Linked DNA regions of Rattus norvegicus: region 2 is linked to region 1. The links are chromatin contacts, called in public Hi-C maps. All regions are on one chromosome and are shown on one strand. The core of a region is the stretch at or near the end of the contact, and the rest is flanking DNA. Distances in the headings are between cores, read along the strand shown.

What was found. A called contact is a pair of places that touch in the nucleus more often than the background predicts.
Region 2: a Hi-C map of psoas muscle shows a contact between it and region 1, with 2.1 times the contacts expected there. The contact joins the enhancer-like site here to the promoter of Pfn2 in region 1. A contact is called at or near these places in 2 of 12 Hi-C or Micro-C datasets (mammary epithelial cells and psoas muscle).

The regions. Positions count from the first base shown.
Region 1 is chr2:144,221,474-144,224,738 of GRCr8, forward strand. It overlaps Pfn2 (profilin 2), which reads right to left and starts at 1,463. Exons shown (of 3, transcript NM_030873.2): 1 at 1,202-1,463. The coding sequence starts at 1,333. The region is part of intron 1 of Rpl12-ps2 (ribosomal protein L12, pseudogene 2); the gene reads right to left.
Region 2 is chr2:144,348,291-144,351,440 of GRCr8, forward strand. The region is part of intron 1 of Rpl12-ps2 (ribosomal protein L12, pseudogene 2); the gene reads right to left. Among named protein-coding and RNA genes, the nearest start is that of Kmt5al1, 90 kb to the right of the region's middle. Within about 2 kb of position 1,636, at least 3 of the 93 cell types and tissues checked have an H3K27ac peak or open chromatin away from gene starts, as enhancers often do.

The sequences.
Region 1 (3,265 bases), core at 213-2,712:
GGCCCCAGCCATTTCCAAGCATACTCCCGCAATCTTCTTAAGCCAGACAGCGGGAACTCACACACAAAGGCAAGACTGCAGAAAAAAAAAGTTAAATCACCAAATGTCAATTCGCTGTAGGAATTGTGATCTCTCACATGGGGACAGGAGATCTTAAAGCACTCCTATCATGGACTGAATCCACACTGATATATTAAACCATGTTAAGTAGTAAAATGCTGAGCACCTGTGATATGGGACTTGATTTTTCCTAGGTGATGGGAAGGGAGTGGGAGTGTGGAACTAAGAAATTAAGGGAATGGTCTTGTACTTGATACTGGTGCCAAAATTTTAAAGAAGAGCATTGCATAGAAACGAGCATAACAATAAGCAGTGCTGGAGGCTGATTGACGAATATACTCCAAACGTGTGGCAACCGAGTCAAATGCCATCAAGTCACATGAAGATGAGACAACGTGAAGCAGATATCGGTATTAGTTCTTTTACTACCATCACTAAAGAGGGAGTGACTTGAGAAGTGTCACCCCCCCCCAGCGACTCCCCAGATTTTTTTTTTAAATCACCCTTAAACCATCCCCTTTTTAGAGCTATGTTGCGTAACTGGGGATAACAGTATATCGATGAATCTCTATAGGTGGAGAAGAGAAATCAATGGCAGTTCGCCATCTTGGAGGAAAAAAAAAACTATAGAGCCACAGCTGAAGTAGATTCACGATTCCACCTACGTGGTCCGCGTACCTTTCTCTCCAGCCTAGGAGGCCTGGACACCCGCAAGCCTACGCAAAGTCACTCCATTAATTCCCGGGACCCGGCCACCGCCGCCACCCACATCCCGCGCACACTGCCGAGCCAGGGCCAGCCTGCTGCCTAGGACCTCCCGCCCACACCCGGGGACCTGCACTGCAGCCCGCCGGGCTCCCCGAACGCTGAGGGGCCTCCCGGGGTGACGTCCCCTCCTCCACCCTGGCAGCCGCAAGCCGGGGCGCCGCCGGGGCGAAGAGTCCGGCCGCCCCGCCCCCGCGCGGCCTCGGGCAGCATCCCCAGGCTCAGCGGCTGGCACGGGGGCCCCCCCGGCTGCATGCCCTTCCTCAGCCGGCGGTACCCTATCCTTCAGCCCCGGCCTCATCCCCTTCCTCGCGGGCGGGCGTCCCCTTCCTCAGGCCCGCCGCACACCTGCCGGCTCGGCGCCCCCGGGCCTCACCGTGATGCTCTGGAAGACGCCCCCGGCCGTGGCTGCCCAGACGTATTTGGCGTCGCAGTAGCCGACAATGGCGGCCTCCTGGCAGCAGCCATCGCACATCAGGTTATCCACGTAGCTCTGCCAACCGGCCATCTTCGAGCCCTTCGCACTGCAGCGGGGACGGCAGGAGCAGAGGCGCAGCAGCAGCGGCGGCGGCGGCGGCGGTGGAGGCGGGGCGGGGGCGGGGAGGAGGCGGCTCTGCGCAGGCACCGACCGCCCCTCTCCGGGGAACTGCGGCGGGCGGGGACAGGACCCGCAGCGGGGAGCGCCGGGCGGCCGCGGCCGCGGGGCTCAGGGGCCAGCGGCTGAGCGACGCTTGCAGCGGGGCTGGCGACGGCCGACTCACACCGCAGCTCCCTCGGCTCTCCGCGGCCAGCGGGACGTGTACGCGCGTGCGTGCGATCCTTCCGCAGCGCAGCCGGCGAGGGTCCCGGGGAGGGCGGGAGAGCTGAGGCGGGGGCGCGGAGGGATACCGCCGGGGACAATCACGGCCCACACGTGCGGCAGGCGAGCGGGAGCAGGGCTGGGGCGCGGCGGCGGAGGCTTCACCGCAGGCTATGAGGCGAGGCAGCTTGAGTGGGCGCCGTAGGGTGCCAGAGCTCTGGGTGCACGGCGGCCGCGGTGCTCACTCCTCAAGTGCCAGCCCTGGACGCGGTATTTATTGACAGCACCGGTGTCGGGTGGCAGGGTTGCCCTGGTGACGGGATGCAGACGAGGGTTTACTCTTTGTAGTGGGAGCGGCCAGTGCGGGTTGCCCACACTTGGGGAGGTGTCTCTTGAAAGACCTTGGCCAGCTGCGCCTCGCACGCTCCTGAAATCAGAGCAGTGGCAACGGAGCAGCGCAGCTCTTTGTTGCCTCCTTTGAGTACGAGGAACTCCAGGTTCAGTGGAGCTTTTGCCCTGAACGCAGTGCTGCTAATCACACATGGGGCTCAACGGTCCAGAAATTCTAACTAAAAAAAGCAAAGCAAAGCAAAACAAAAAAACCAGACCCTATGCGTACTTGGTAACTGGAAAAGTTACTGTGCGTTAAATACATCCACGAAATACAAAGAATAGTCGAGCTAGAAAAGATTCATTGAACTAGACCAGTGGTTCTCAAACTTCCTAATGCTGAGCGTGACCCCTTAACACAGTTACCTATGTTGTGCTAACCCCCCAACCATAAATTATTTTGTTGCTATTTCATAACTGTAAATTTGCTAGTTATGAATCATAATGTAAATATCTGATATGTGCCCCCAAAGGGTTTGAGGCCCACAGGTTGAGACCCACTGTACTAAATGGTGAAAATAATTCAGAATCTACATCCGAGGAAGACTTGTATATGACAGGGTGGGAAATGGTTTAAGAGTCTCCGAACATTCTCCTACATCTTTATTAACTTTATGTGCTGGGTCTAGACTCAGCATCAGATGTTCCCCAACGATGACCAGTTTGAGGTGACAAACCCGACCTGCTTATTAAGGGAAAGAAAGCTCCAGTAGATTGCAAACTATCATCAAGTTTAAAGTTGTGGAGCACACTGACAATTTTATAATAGCATCACTGAACTTTTATTTATTATTTATTTATTGGGCTTTAAAAAAAATAATGTCTTAGAGTTCTGATCGCTATGAAGAGACACTGTGACCACAGCAACTCTTATAAAAGAAAGCATTTAATTGGGGCCTGGCTTACAGTTCCAGAGGTTTAGTCCATTCTCATCATGCCTGGAAGTATGCAGTCTGGCATGATATGGAGAAATAGCTGAGAGTTCTATGTCTGGATCCCAAAGTAGCAGGAAGAGAGCATCACTGGTTTTGAATTGGACTTTGGAAACCTCAAAGCCCACCCACAGTACCACACTTCCTCCAACAAGGCCACACCTACTAATCCTTCCCAAGTAGTGTCACTCCCTGATGACTATCCATTCAAATATATGAGCCTTTGGGGGCCATTCTCATTCAAGCCACCTCGAGTAGGACCAACAACAGAGTAGTCAACTGTCAAGTAGAGATTATTTGTCCTCATGTTTGGAAGATA
Region 2 (3,150 bases), core at 386-2,885, 130 kb after region 1:
ATACACACTTGGCTTTACTGTTCAGGCTCCCTTGGTAATACTGAGGCTCACGTTCTTATGCTACTCCCTCCAATGGATTAAGCCTTCTCCTGTACACATGCTTTCCAATGCTGTTTTTACTATGTCCTTTCCCTCTTCTCCCTTCTTGCTCACACACACACACTCAGGTGCACACTCTGGAGGCAGCATATAGCAGTGTTGAAAGCATTGGCCCCGGGATACAAGCTGAGTGGTTTAGTAGCAGTGTGCCTCCATTTCTTCTTTTACCCACCTGCTAGGATGGTGATGGGAATTAAATACATTCGGAGCACTTGGCACAGGGAAACGCTAAGTGAGCATTAGTGACCATTATAATTAAGGACCATTCCTCTTTAATATGCACCTGACCCCCTTGCCATAAGGTTTATTTATTCCTGTTGTCTGTCTCTGTCTCTGTCTCTGTCTCTCTCTGGGTGTGCCTAGAATTTCCTTCTGCTTTTCTAGTTTTTGCTTTGTCTAGTCTTGTTTTGAGACAGGGTTTTCCTATTAGCCTGACCAAGGTGGCTTGGTACTTGACTCCTCCTGCCTTAGAGCTGGGAGCTAGGATCACGATCTACAAACATGCTTTCAGCTCTCCATTTCATGAAGAATCCCGCCTCATCCTTTACAACAAGTCCTAGACATCTCCCCCCCCCAAAAAAACCTTTCTTCATTTTTTGTTTTGTTTTCACTTGATGTGTCTGAATGCTTGGCCTATGTGTATGTATGTGCGCCACATGAATACCCTGCGCTTAAAGAGGTCAGCAGAGAGTATCTGGTTTCTTGGACTGGAATTAAAGATAGCTGAGAGCTGCCACATAGGTGCTGGAAACCAACACCTGGGTCCTGGCAAGAGCCCTTAAGTATTTTTAACTGCAGAGTCATATCTCCAGGCCCAGAAGACACTTTCTTAGTGGACTCACTGGCACTCCCCTGTGGGCACTCATGGTAACCTTGTTTTGTTTTGTCCAGACAGGGTCTTACTTTGTAGCCCAGGCTGGCCTCAAACTTGTAGTAACCTTATCTCCCCAAAGGCTGGAGTGACAGACACAAGCCACCATGTCTGTCTTCCCCACTGCAGCCAGAATGGTTGGGAGGTGGTGTCTGTTTACTGCCTCTCTCCATAATGACTGTAAGAGAAGGACCAAACTAAAGCTTGTGACTCTGGTGCCGCTTGCTTGCTAGCTACAGAGTATTGTTCAGTCCAGTGGTTCTTGGGTAGAGCACGAATAATGTGGAGAATGGGCTAACAGGGTAGCAGCCTTGTGTATTTCCTAGTATCACACTTACCAGGCTAGGGCTGGACAGAACTACTGATGCTAAGGATTTATTACTCAAATTCAGATTGAACTTATCATGGCTGAAGACGAAGTCTTACTTTTTTTTAGCAAGCGTGCCAGGTACATAACGTAAAGTGTTGGCCCACTTCCTTTACCAGATTTCAGCCCCACCTCCGTACTAGTTGTGAGATTTAAGGCAAATTGGTAAGTGTTCTTGGACTTGGGGTTCCCATCTGAAAATAGACATTATGTTCTTGGCTCGTGTCTCTTTCACATTTCCTGTTATAATTAGGCCTGATGATGTACATGGATGTACTTTTGAATAGCACATTACCCAAGCCTCTGCGAATGCAGGGCTAAATCATTTGGGGGAGAAATGGAGAGTGAGCAGCTGCAATGGCTGTAGGGTTAACTGGAAATGTTATTAGTTTTAAATCCAGATTCATCTGCCGAACAATCCGTACATTTACCTTTTCCAATCACACCATTTCCTTTGGTGTTAAAAGATGTTTTCCTCACATGCCCTGCTTTACAAAAGCAATGTCTGTAGATCCTAGACCCAGGGAATTCCAGCAGGGAATGTTCAGTATTTCTAGGAAAGAGGGTGACTTCATAACTACCTCAGAGGAGCAGTGGGACAGAGGTGAAAGCTAGGGACAGCAACCATCTTACTCTAACACAGGTCTATGTAATGATGCCTATCTTTACCCAGCAACTAAACCAAGAAAACCCGCATATATTCCAGTTTGCCAGCTAGAGAAGTTTACAAACCAGTTCTTCAACCTTTCTCTGCTGCTTTCTGATTTTACCGTAATGATAACATAATGAAACCACAGCCCTTCCATCAGAAGTCAGAACATGTCTGTGAATAACTAACAGACTGCATACAGGTTTCCCAGCTAATTTTCAATGCCCAGTGTGGGTTGCTTTTTGTATATAAATTGCCAGTGTGCCTTTTCCCTTCCAGTGGGAGCTTTGTGAAGGGAACATTACTGCTGTGATGAATAATAGTCTCTCCAGAGAAACTGGTGTGACGCATGCATTTCATCCCACTGACTGGAACACCACGCCTGTCACCAAATGATGGTGGGTCCCCCACTATTAAGTAAATACATACATATGTCCTTCAGCTCCTTCCAGATTTTAGGTACTAAAGAAATAAAGCATTTTTTGCTATTTGTAGAGCCAAGGATATCCTTAGGGCTTTTTTAAAAATCTTTTTTTATTTTACTGTTTTTAAATAAAAAGTTTAAATTTTATTTTTATTAGATCTCCCCCCTTGTTTCTTATTACTTATATTACTACATTCTTTAACTCCTTATATACATCATAATAAATGGCATGTTATTCCCAAAACATAAATTTGCTCTATGCAAACAATATTTTAATCAACAGATCTTTAAAAATATTACCATTTACCTCACAGACAAGCATATAATACACTTTTTCTAAATACCTTTGCTCTCGTATTATAAATGAGGAAAGTGAAGTTTGAAGCAGTTGGCTTTCCTAACACAACATAACAAATTTGAACCTGGATGTGTATTTTCTAATATTTTTCCGTGTAAAAAGCTGTAAACTATAGTCGCTATTCAATAAACCCCACATCTGCCACCCGATAGGATCATAATTTCTGCTAGTAGCTTTCAGTGACGATTATTTTTTCACCTTCATATTTTATTTTGCATGTGTATGCATGTGTATGGGTAGACGTGTTATTGCATGTGTATGCATGTGTGTGGGTAGACATATTATTGCATGTGTATGCATGTGTGTGGGTAGACATATTATTGCATGTGTATGCATGTGTGTGGGTAGACATGTTATTGCATATGTATGCATGAGTGTGGGT